Linked DNA regions of Sus scrofa: regions 1, 2 and 4 are each linked to region 3. A link is a contact called in public Hi-C and HiChIP or PLAC-seq data. All regions are on one chromosome and are shown on one strand. Each heading gives the region's core, a stretch centred on a gene start, on an enhancer-like site or on the middle of the called end of the contact. The rest is flanking DNA. Distances are from core to core; before and after follow the strand shown. Region 1 holds the start of TPP1 (tripeptidyl-peptidase 1). Region 2 holds the start of MRPL17 (mitochondrial ribosomal protein L17). Region 3 holds the start of SMPD1 (sphingomyelin phosphodiesterase). Region 4 holds the start of RRP8 (ribosomal RNA-processing protein 8).

Evidence for each region. A called contact is a pair of places that touch in the nucleus more often than the background predicts. HiChIP or PLAC-seq counts read pairs in DNA pulled down with a chosen protein or histone mark.
Region 1: a contact with region 3 is called in a Hi-C map of skeletal muscle, with 2.6 times the contacts expected there. The contact joins the promoter of TPP1 here to the promoter of SMPD1 in region 3. A contact is called at or near these places in 2 of 47 Hi-C or Micro-C datasets (liver and skeletal muscle) and 1 of 2 datasets of contacts at active chromatin or transcription factors (alveolar macrophages).
Region 2: an H3K27ac HiChIP or PLAC-seq map of alveolar macrophages shows a contact between it and region 3. The contact joins the promoter of MRPL17 here to the promoter of SMPD1 in region 3. A contact is called at or near these places in 1 of 47 Hi-C or Micro-C datasets (heart right ventricle) and 1 of 2 datasets of contacts at active chromatin or transcription factors (alveolar macrophages).
Region 4: an H3K27ac HiChIP or PLAC-seq map of alveolar macrophages shows a contact between it and region 3. The contact joins the promoter of RRP8 here to the promoter of SMPD1 in region 3. A contact is called at or near these places in 2 of 47 Hi-C or Micro-C datasets (liver and retroperitoneal adipose tissue) and 1 of 2 datasets of contacts at active chromatin or transcription factors (alveolar macrophages).

Annotation. Positions count from the first base shown.
Region 1 is chr9:3,134,306-3,137,005 of Sscrofa11.1, forward strand. TPP1 (tripeptidyl-peptidase 1) reads left to right here and starts at 1,275. Exons shown (of 12, transcript XM_013989454.2): 1 at 1,275-1,382; 2 at 1,479-1,550. It overlaps DCHS1 (protocadherin-16), which reads left to right. Exons shown (of 23, transcript XM_021062333.1): 23 at 1-520. The coding sequence ends at 60.
Region 2 is chr9:3,074,673-3,077,372 of Sscrofa11.1, forward strand. MRPL17 (mitochondrial ribosomal protein L17) reads left to right here and starts at 1,314. Exons shown (of 3, transcript NM_001244380.1): 1 at 1,314-1,517; 2 at 1,799-1,867; 3 at 2,646-2,700. The coding sequence starts at 1,344. LOC106507820 (a long non-coding RNA gene) reads right to left here. Exons shown (of 4, transcript XR_002335515.1): 4 at 1,490-1,579.
Region 3 is chr9:3,327,146-3,329,948 of Sscrofa11.1, forward strand. SMPD1 (sphingomyelin phosphodiesterase) reads right to left here and starts at 1,348. Exons shown (of 6, transcript XM_021062347.1): 1 at 891-1,348. The coding sequence starts at 1,190.
Region 4 is chr9:3,150,824-3,153,528 of Sscrofa11.1, forward strand. RRP8 (ribosomal RNA-processing protein 8) reads left to right here and starts at 1,339. Exons shown (of 7, transcript XM_003357134.4): 1 at 1,339-1,569. The coding sequence starts at 1,471. ILK (integrin-linked protein kinase) reads right to left here and starts at 1,274. Exons shown (of 13, transcript XM_005656596.3): 1 at 1,160-1,274; 2 at 602-823. The coding sequence starts at 690.

The DNA of each region.
Region 1 (2,700 bases), core at 25-2,524, 190 kb before region 3:
TCAGCACTCAGTGCAGAGTCCGGCCTGGAGCCACCCGACGACACGGAGCTGCACATCTAGCTGTGGCCCGGGCTGGGCCCCGACCTGGGATGCTCACTGCGTCCCCAACGCAGGCCCCGTCTGAGCCTGCCCCGGGCAGCCTCGGACCACGATTGGCCACGGGGGCGGGGGGCCTGCCCCCGTCCCTGAGTCCTCCACTGGGGCAGGTCTCCCATCTCACCACAGCCCTGGCAGAGCACCAGTACCACGAGGCCCTGCCGGGCACTGCCCTGTGGCCAGGTCCAGCGTGGGGAGATAGATGAAGAGGCGGCAGGCTCGGTTTCTCCTCACCGAGGGCTTCTTGCCCTGTGTCAGCACCCTGAGATGGAGCCGAGACTTTATTTATTGGGGGGTAGGGGGGATGGGGGCGGTCCCTCCAACCTTTGGGGCCCAGCTCCTTTGGGTTCCGCTGACACCCCTGCCCCTGCCCAGAACCAAGTGCCAATTCTCACTCTGGAGCCTTAATAAACTGCAGTTTGTATCCCGTGTCCAGCTCTGTTCTTTGGGAGCTTAGGGACAGGAAGGCACCCTGGCACATGGGGGACGCCTCAGGAGGCACGGAGGGTGGGACACAGAGGTGTTGGGCGGGGGGGGGGGGGGCGCCACAGGGAGCCCGGGCTTAGCCCAAGGCTGACTGGCACTTCTCTGTGCACTGACCTTCCCCTCTAAGGTGGGCAGGAGGCCCAGAGAGGGCGGACGGAGGAGCTTGCTTGTGGCAGTGACCTAGAGAGGGACTGGCTGGGTGGGGAGAGGTTTTGGAGATGACCACTCTCGGCCTGAGGGTCTTTAAGGAGGTGGGGCATGGATACAAGAGCAGCCAAGTGGTGGATCCGTTTTTCTTGGGGCCACAAACGGGCACGTGTGATAAGAGCTCACATTTGTGGAGCCTTTGCCAGGGGAGGCTCTCTGCTTTCTCTCTGCCCGTTGGCACTGCAGCCCTCTAGGCAGAGCCCCTTTAACCTAATCGGCTCCATGTTCTACCCAAAGAGACCTGGGCTCCTAGAGGTGACTCTCCTGATGCCACGTGGCCATGAGACCCCGGGTCTGCAGTTCCACCAGCCTCCAGGGGCTCTGCCCTGCAGAGCTCCCTGGCCTGCGGGGAGTCCTGGATTGTGGCAGCAGGTGGGGGGGGAGCCCGAGTTTACAGCGATTGACAGACCACAAGGGAGCATCCGAGTGGCTGTGTCCCCAGCATTCAGCACCGCCCATTCGAGGGAGGAGCCAGCACCGTCACTAGTTTCTAGGCAGAGAGGGAGGTGGTGGTGGTGGAGGCGGGACAGGCCTCACGTGATCTGTCATATGACAGCAGATCTGCAGAAAGGCCGGATGGGACCCCGAGCCTGGTGAGAAACTGGGGGCCCCGGAGAAGGGAACCACGTTGGGGGTGGGACTGCCATGGTGGCACGGCTCCTGCTGAAACCCACGTGCCGCCCCTGCAGCCTCCTTGGGCTCCTCGCCCTCTCTGTCGCCGGCCAGTGCAGTTACAGCCCGGAGCCTGACCAGCAGCGGACGTGAGTTGACTTAGCGCCGACCGCCCCCTCCCCGTGGCCTGTCCTGCACCCACTGTCCTGGTTCCAGCCTCCCTCACCCCTTCCCCGCCCCTGGTACCCGCTCCTCAGCCCAGGTTCCCAGCCTCAGTTCCTGGTCACCCACCTGCTGTGATCCGAAGCTGCTTCTGGAACCCTCCCCAAGGGCTAGACCCAATGCCGAACCCTCCACAACAAATCTTTGCCATCCCCGCCCTAACAAAGGCCCCTGACCCTGCAGGCTGCCCCCAGGCTGGGTGTCCCTGGGCCGTGCGGACCCTGAGGAAGAGCTGAGTCTCACCTTTGCCCTGAGACAGCAGAACGTGGACAGACTGTCTGAGCTGGTGCAGGCTGTGTCGGACCCTGGCTCTCCTCGCTACGGTGCCTGTCAGGACGGGGCGGGGGTGGGGGCAGGAGGGAGCCACGTGGGATGCCAGTGGAGGGTCTGGGCTGGGCTGAGCATGGATGGTACAGGTCGGGTCACAGACATGCTCTCGGTGCCTGTCTGAGGGGCTGATACAGGGCAGACGAATGGCAGTGGCCATCACTGAAGAGGTTCCAAATAGAAAAGTGAATTGGAGGGAGTTCCTGTCATGACTCAGTGGAAACAAATCTGACTGGGATCTATGAGGATGCAGGTTTGATCCCTGGCCTCGCTCAGTGGGTTAAGGATCCGGTGTTGCCGTGAGCTGTGGTGTAGGTCGCAGACGAGGCTCGGATCTGGCGTTGCTGTGGCTGTGGTGTAGGCCGGTGGCTACAGCTCTGATTCGCCCCCTAGCCTGGGAACCTCCATAGGCCGCAGGTGTGGCCCTAAAAAGAAAAAAAAAAAAAGACAAAAAAAAAAAGGCAAATAAGCAAATAAACAAAAAATGGAAAATGAATGTGGTTAAGAGTACAGGCTTGGTCATCAGATCTGGTTTCAAATTCTGATTCTGCTATTTAACGGCTGCCCGACAAATGGCCAAGTAGCATCCGGTACAGACGGGAGCCTCATGACCTCAAATTCCCCTCCCTGCTCCTCACACTCACTCCCATTCACTCCTCCATCCGACCCCAAGGCTTCGGCTCCAACTCCGAAACTCCCACTTCTCACCATTCCTTGACGATCCGTAGTTTGCTCCAGTGGTCAAGCTGG
Region 2 (2,700 bases), core at 64-2,563, 250 kb before region 3:
ACCTAAGAGAAAGACAGAACAACAAATCTAAATATGCGTTATCAAAAAAATATGTAAATGAACCTGTCCACTGGCTGCATTCTCTGAAGGATCCAGGGAACAATCTGTTCCAAACCATGCTCTTAGTTTCTGAGGTTTGCCAGAAAACCCTCGACTTACAACTGGACAGCTCTGCTCTCTGCCTTCTCCGCCACATGGTATCCCCCCTGTGGGTCACTGTCTCTCCTTATAGATTCTTTTTCTGAGACATCAGGCATTTGGGATTAGGCCCCCACCCCAGCCCAGTAAGACTTGATCTTAACTAATGACATCTGATCTGCAGGGCTCTATTATTTTTCGTGTTTTTTTGTTTTGTTTTGTTTTTTGGGTTTTTGTTTTGTTTGTTTTGTTTGTCTTTGGTCTTTTTAGGGCCACCCCTGCAGCACATGGAGGTTCCCAGGCTAGGGGTCGAATCAGAGATGTTGCCACCGGCCCACACCACAGCCACAGCAACAGGGGATCCAAGCCACATCTGCGACCTACGCCACAGCTCACGGCAACGCCGGATCCTTAACCCACTGAGCGAGGCCGGGGATGGAACCCGCAACCTCACGGTTCCTCGTCAGATTCGTTGACCATCGAGGCCACGAAGGGAACGCCAGGGCTCTATTTCACTTTTAAAAGGGCACCTCCTGAGGCCCAGAGGGCGGGGCAGGAGGTGTGGGACGGGGTAGGACCCGGCTCCCCCTTTGCGGAGGGGACGAGGGAATCCACAAGCAGCTGTGACGAAGGCACCGCCAATCGGCAGAGCCGCAGCGGTGCTGAAATTCTTCTGGAACTGGGATGACGGCACGCCTTCAAAGAAAAGTTTCGCCGTCTGGGTCTCTTTCCTCTCAGTGTTATTCCACTCACGGCACCACGACCACGGAAAACAAGTTTCTTTAACAAGGGACCGCTCAGGGGGTCAGACCTCGCCGCGGCCGGGGGCGGGCAGGGCGCCAGCGCGAGAGACCGCGACCCGCCCGGCGCCTTCCCCTCAGGTACTCACTTTCCGAGCCGGCTGCAGGCGGAGCTTCCAGCGCCCTGCAGGACGACGGGCGCAGCACGCGAGAAACCCGAGGCCGGCTCCCTCACACCAGGCGGCGCTCCCGGGCCGGAGCCGCGCCGCCCGCCTCCTCAGGGAGAGGTCGACGCCCCTTCCCCGCCCTCCCCCAGGCTGCCAACGAGGCAGGCTCCGCTACACATGCGCAAACACGTCCGCCACGCACCTGCCTACGGCGCATGCGTCCTCCCGGCTCCGCCTCTCCGCGCACCTCGCGGAGCTTCCGGTTCCGGCCTCCCGGGGGCGGGGAGAAGTCGGGACGATGCGGCTGTCGGTGGCCGCCGCCATCTCCCACGGCCGCGTCTTCCGCCGCCTGGGCCTTGGTCCCGAGTCCCGCATCCACCTGTTGCAGAACTTGCTTACGGGACTGGTGCGACACGAACGCATCGAGGCGTCATGGGCACGCGTGGACGAGCTGAGGGGCTACGCGGAGAAGGTGAGCGGAGGGACCCTCTTGCTCCGGTCAGGTCGGGCCTCCGGGGGCGGGTCCGGCGGGAGCTGGGGAAGAATTGAGACGCCTCGTAAGCCCTGCGCGAGGTCTCAGTCCGCGAGTACCGCGAGCCGAGTCCACCCCTCTGACCCGCACGTGGAAGGCCGGTGAGGCCCGCCTTATCCAGACGCTTTGCTCGTAGCATGATGCGTTGCAGTCTGGCATTCGGGAGGTAAGATGGGCCCCCTTTTCTTGCTCGGGTTGAGTAAGTTCTTGTGTCCTCGCAGCTCATCGACTATGGGAAGCTGGGAGACACCAACGAACGAGCCATGCGCATGGCTGACTTCTGGCTCACGGTGAGCGCATCCTGTCTCCCACATGTCTTCCTTGGCTCCTTACGTCGGAGGGGTTGTTAGAGGAGAGGGAACCGGGCAGAAATAAGCTTAGTCATGCCATGCCCTTAAGGACAGATGTAAACTAGAGATGTGTGTCCTGAGATCATTGAATTCAACGGGAATCTGAATCTACACAACTGCCTGTAACTAATCCCCTCTGTGTTTTTCTTGCCTCTTTTAAAAAAAAATTTTACTAGAGTTGATTTACAGTGTTGTGCCAATTTCCGCTGTTTAGCAAAGTGACCCAGTCTCATGTATATGTGGGAATCTATATATATATATATCCTCCTTCTTATATTTTCTTTTTTTTTTTTGTCTTTTTGCCTTTTCTAGGGCCGCTCCCGCGGCATATGGAGGTTCCCAAGCTAGGGGTCCATTCGGAGCTGTAGCCGCCGGCCTACACCACAGTCACAGCAACGCCAGATCCTTAACCCACTGAGCAAGGCCAGGGACCGAACCCGCAACCTCATGGTTCCTAGTCGGATTCGTTAACCACTGCGCCACGACGGGAACTCCTCTCCTATATTTTCTTCCATCGTGGTCTACCCAAGAGACTGGGTATAGTTCACTGCGCTATACAGTACCCTCTGTCGTTTTTGACAACACACAGAAGTTCTCCGTGAGGAAGTTTCGGGCAGGGTGTTGGTGTTTGGACCCTACCTTTGAGAATGCTGAAAGTGAAATTTCTCTACAGTGTGTGCCTGACTCTCTGCTCTCTCCTGGATAACTCCCCCTCTAGGAGAAAGACTTGATCCCAAAGCTGTTTCAAGTACTGGCCCCTCGGTTCCAAGGTC
Region 3 (2,803 bases), core at 98-2,597:
CGGGGACCTGGCCGCCCCTCGATTCCACCCTGGGGCCCCCTCCTCCAAACTGGGGCTAGGATGGATTCGGTATCACCATGGTGAAGCAGACCTTGCCCTGTGACTCGGGCATCACCAGGCCAGTGGCATTTTAGCTCGGTGGCATTTCAGGTCTTTTCCTGCCCGCTGGCTTTCTCAGTCCCTGTCTCAAGTGCCATGAAATTTGGGGTGGGCAGGATGACGACTGTCCAGAGCTTGGGGACACACACAGGGACAGGGCCTTGTCTCCCTGAGGAGCCCCAGAAAGCTGACCTACCAACCAGCGCTCATCACAGCCCCATCAGGGTCAAGGCAGCCCAGCCCCATCAGGTCCCACACCTCTGGATCGTCCTTAATTCAAGTCCTTTTTGAGTCGGAGGGTCTTGGTGGCACCTTAGTCCCAGGCACCTTGCTTAGGGCTGCAGGTGCTAAAGCTAAGGTGGAGGGCACTGGGTCAGGCACACCAGGGTCAGAGCCCTGGCCCTACCCCTCACCAGCTGCTGGCCCTCCTCCTGGTCCTTCCTCCAGCAAGTGACTTCAGCTCAGGACCTCTATTCATTTGTGAAATGGGGTGAAGAATGGTAAGGAAACCAGCCTGCAGGCTTGATTTAACCTCCATAAAAGGGCTAGCACCGTGCCCAGCCTGAACTCTTTCCTCACTTCACAAGGTCACAGAGGAGGTGGCAGTGGTGGCTTGCAGCCACGGGTGTCCCCAGAGGAGGGCAGATTAGGTAAAGGTTTGCGGACCACAGCCTCTCCATCGCGGTTGCTCTTAGGCTAGGTCTTAGCCCAGCCCCCGCTCCAGCGCGCCCCTCCATCCGGCGCCCCGCCCCGCGCCCCCCTCCCCTGCCGGCAGCCCCCAGAGCGCTTACCTTTAGCCCGAGGTCGAGGGCAGTGAACAGGCCTTTGCAGACGGGACAGCTGAGGTTCCACCAGCCAAAGGCTTTCCGGAGCTGGGGCGCTATGCGACTGAACTTGGCGGGGTGGCCTTGGGCGGGAAGAGGATGAGCCCCAGCAGGAGCCCAGAAAACCAGGGGGTCAGACAGGGCCAGGGTCAGTGCCAAGCCCATACTCAGGAGCCTTAGGCTGGGGACCCGCAAGAAGCTGTCCAGTCTCTGCTCCCAGCCCCACCTGGGGCGGCCCTGGCCGGGAGGCCCTCGGTGGCGGGGCATTGCCGGGCTTCCTAGACCCGACGAACCAGCCCGGCCCCGGCCGGTGCGGGCCCTGGTTGGCTCTCCGGATCCCAGGCGGCGCGGTCGGCTGACTGCTCGGAGCTGAGCCACAACGCCGCTCCGCCCCTTCCTCTTCCTCCGTCCGCAGCAGCTGATCGCGGTGTCGGGGAGGCGGAGGTGGAGGCGAAGTGGGCCGGCCGCGCCCGACCCGCCCGGACCCCGCCCGCGGTCCCGCTCCCGCCCTCGCCCTGACCCCGGGCGGTCCAGCTGTGCCAGGCCCCGGCAGGTGCCCAGCCCTGGCTGGAGCCCAGCCTGGCCGGCGAGAGGCCCCTCCAAGGCCCCTAGGCGCCTCGCTTCTCCAGAGCTGCGTTCTTCGGATCCCTCTGATAGCTGACTGCCAGGCCCACCCGGCTTTAAACTTTGGGAGGGAGATGGGTGGGGGATGGAGGCGGGGGAGGGGCTGGGTGGCGGGGGCACCGCGGGCAGGGACTCTCACACCTTGTCGGCCCTCTGTCCTGGCGGGCACCACCAGCCCTCAATTTCTCTAGTTCTGCCACTGGTACCCGCACCCTGACTGATGATCTTACTGACTCAGAGCCTCCAGTTAGAAAGGACCCTTTATTCGCAGGGGGGCACCCCTACCCCTCATTGTGTGGATGAGAAAACTGAGGCCCAGAGGAGATGAAGTGGCCAAGAAGAGGTGTGGACCCTGCAGCCAGCAAGGACGAGGATTACAACTTGGGCCTCCCACCCTCCCGCAGCCATGCCGGTAAAAGCTATTATTTCCCGAGCTCTGCAGGAGGTGACAGGCTCGGGAACAGGCATTTTATAATTATGAATCCTCCGTTCTAACAATACTAAGACGTGTGTAATACCATTCTCACCTCCATTCTCCGGTCCTGTCGGTTCTTTTCGTTGAGAATTTTTTTTCCAAGTGACTCTTCCCCCTCCGTTGTGTGGGCATCGTTTCAGATGGAGTACCAGGGTATCATAGGAAAGGCATTTGGTTTGGTCGCCAGTTCCTGGCACAGGACTCCTAAAACCCTTTGGATTTCCTGAGTGAGAGCAGTGTCTGGTTATAGAGAGCGCTTCCAATCACACCTGAATTTATGCTAATAAGGTAACTTAGGGTGGGGGCCCCTAAAGGACCTCAGGATGGGGCTGGTCACCGGGAAAGAACTCGTGAGCAGCCCTGGAGGCTGCATGAGGCCTCTTTCCTACAAATAAGAAATGAGGGGCCCAGGAAGGCTTTGGTGCCCAGGAGCCCCCAGGGCCCTGCCCTTGGTTTCATTCCTGGGCTGTACCTTTTGCACCATCCAGGATGTGTAAGTGAAAGGTGTTTTCCTGAGTTCTGGGAGCTTTTCTAGCAAATTATCAAACCCGAGTAGAGGATCATAGCCCTAGAGCTTAAGTATGGGTGGCAACCTGGGGCTTGTTTTGTTTTGTTTTGTGTTTGTCTTTGTAGGGCCACACCCACGGCATATGGAGGTTCCCAGGCTAAGGGCCTCTTCAGAGCTACAGGTGCCCGCTACGCCACAGCCACAGCAATGCAAGATTCTGGCCACATCTGCAAACTATGGCACAGTTCACGGCAACGCTGGATCCTTAACCCA
Region 4 (2,705 bases), core at 89-2,588, 180 kb before region 3:
TGCAGCTTTCAGGGTTCTGATCACTTCTTTCTCTTTCACCCACCCCGTTCTAGTCCAAGCCATCTCCACTTCTGGGATGCATCAGGCCGCTGCCTCTCTGCCATCTGCTCTTCACAAAGCATCCAAGATCCAGCAAGTCCTCATATCATCGCATGGCTTTATTAGAATAAATACTTGACTAAAGGCTACATATTCTTGCAGACCTTTGCAATCCTATCTCCTGTCATTCTCCACTTGTACCCAATACTGCAGCCCACAGCAGCCCACCTGGGTCTTCTGTTCTGGGGCCAGAGTCATACGGAACTCTGGACAATTTCCCGGACACCCTCTTCTGTGTCATGCCCCCTAGCTTTTGCCCAAGCAGTTCGGCCAAGCTGGAAAGGTTCTCTGCAGCCTCTGCCTGAGAAATTCTTACGGAGCACTCAAGTTTCAGCTCAAACAACAGCTTCCTGAGTGGAGACCCCCCCTGCCCCGACAGGCTGTGCTTAGCACTCATCCGACCGAGAGGAAAGTCCACCGCCAGCCCCGGACCGGAGCACCGCACATCCGGCGAGGACCAGGTCTTTGCCCTTCCTCTCCCCCACCAGCCACCTCAGCTCACCCCTGGTTGAGGTCGTTCTCCGTGTTGTCCAGCCACAGGCGGACGGCCACCGCGTTGCCCTCCCGGCACTGAGCGAAGATGTCGTCCATAGCTGCGTCCCCTAGATTGGGGAAGCGTGGGGACTGCAGAAGGATCCAGGCAAGGGGGGTGGACCCCAAGCTCTGTCCCCTACTGGAGAGAAGTCTTTTTGTCGGGGTGGCGGTCTAGGCGCTGCGTCCTGGGCTGCTGGAAGTGTGGACGGAATTAGGGGGGCAGCAAGGTGATCCCAGACTGTGTCTGTGCCCCCGGGCGCGAGGGCAGGGCGGGTCGGGAGAGGCAGGAGGTGCCTGGGAGGCAGCACCTCCCACAGGGATGTCGAGAGCCAGCCCCGCGTCCCCACCTGCGAACCCGGCTGGGGGGAGGGGGAGTTCGGGCGCCCTAGACGCTGCGGGAGGCGACCCTAGGTCCTTCCCGGCGGCGGCCCCCGTTCCCCGCTCGAAACGGAGCGGGCGTGGGGAGGGGTGACGGCCCGGCGGGGATCGAGCCGTGGGGAGGGGGCCCGGCTGCTCGCACACTCACCGGGCCTCGGGCTGGAGGAGCCTGCTCCGGGGAACTCCCGTCCGGCCGCGCCCGCCGCCCGGCCCCGCCCCGGCCGGGCCCGGCCCGCTCGGGCCCGCGCGGCCGCCTTGCCCCCGCCCCCGCCCGCCTTCCTGGCCCTTCTAGCCGCCGGTGTGTGAACTCGATGGTCCCCGGCGCCGCGCCGGCTTGTCTAGCCGCCGCCGGCACTCGGTGGTTCCCGGCGGCGCTCGGGCGGCTTGCGCGCCGGGAGCCCCGGGACGCGCTGCGCACGTGGAGAGGCGCGCGGGCCCCCGAGCTCGCCTCCCGGCCGCATGTTTGAGGAGCCCGCGTGGGCCGAGGAGGCCCCGGCCGTCCCGGACCCCCGGCCGGTGCCCTTACGGCCGCGGCCCCCGGCAGCCTCGCACACCAAGGTGAGCGGCCCCTCGCGCAGGGCGGGCGGACCCCGGAGCGGAGGGGCGCGGCGGGCGGGCTGGGGGAGGGCGGCGGCAGCCCCGCGGCAGGTCGAAGGGCCCGGGCTTCCGAAGGAAAATGCCGTGGGAACTGAGGGGGCTGGCGGGCGGGAGGTGAAGCCGAGAGGGTTTCTTGGACGCGAGAAGCACGTGCGGAGCACCCTGGCGCAGGAGAGCCTGTCCTGCTAGGATCGCGCCCAGGAAATAATCCGGGCGGTGGGAACACCGAGAGTGAGAGGCGATGCCCCAGAAGTTGGAGAGCTGGATTAGAAATTCCGCGTATAAGGAAGGGTAGAAAGAAGCCGAGGGAGGATTTTAGCTGGGGGATGATTTCTTCGGACTTCCGTGTTGAGGTCGTTGGTTCTTGCTGTGATTGGAAAGAGGAGGAGCGAGTGAGGGGCTGTCATTGAGCCCTGGGGGTTGTCAGTCCCTCCTTTCAAAGGGAGGTGGTGCCCAGGGTCCCTAGGGCCTCCAAGGCAAGTGCCGGCCTAGGAGGGCCCCGCAGGACTTGAGCCCGGAACGGCCCCAGGCAGTAGCCCTTCTTCTTCAAGCCTCTGCCCCACTCTCAGGCTCTTCCTACCCTCCAGTCCGCCTCGGCACGGCCTCTACCTGCTTTACTCCCTTCTCTGCACCCTCTCAGCCCAGCGCTGTAACCCAACCCCTGGGCTCTGCTACAGCTTCTCTCCTCCCCCCCTTTTCTTTTCTTTTTAGGGCCACACCCCCGACATATGGAAGTTCCCAGGCTAGGGGTCCAATAGGAGCTGCAGCTGCTGGTCTACGCCACAGCCACAATTAAGGCAACACCAGATCTGAGCCACATCTTCCACCTATGCCTTCGCTTGCAGCAGCACTGGATCCCACTGAGTGAGGCCAGGGATCGAGCCCACAATCTCATCGACATTCTGTCAGATTCTTAACTCCCTGAGCATCGGGAACTCCTTCCCCTTTCAGGTTGATCTCTATATTTCTTCTTCTTCTTCTTCTTTTTTTTTTTTTTTTTTTTGCTTTGTAGGGCCGCACCTGTAGCATATGGAGGTTCCCAGGCTAGGGGTCCAATCAGAGCTACACTCTGCTGGCCTACACCACAACCACAGCAA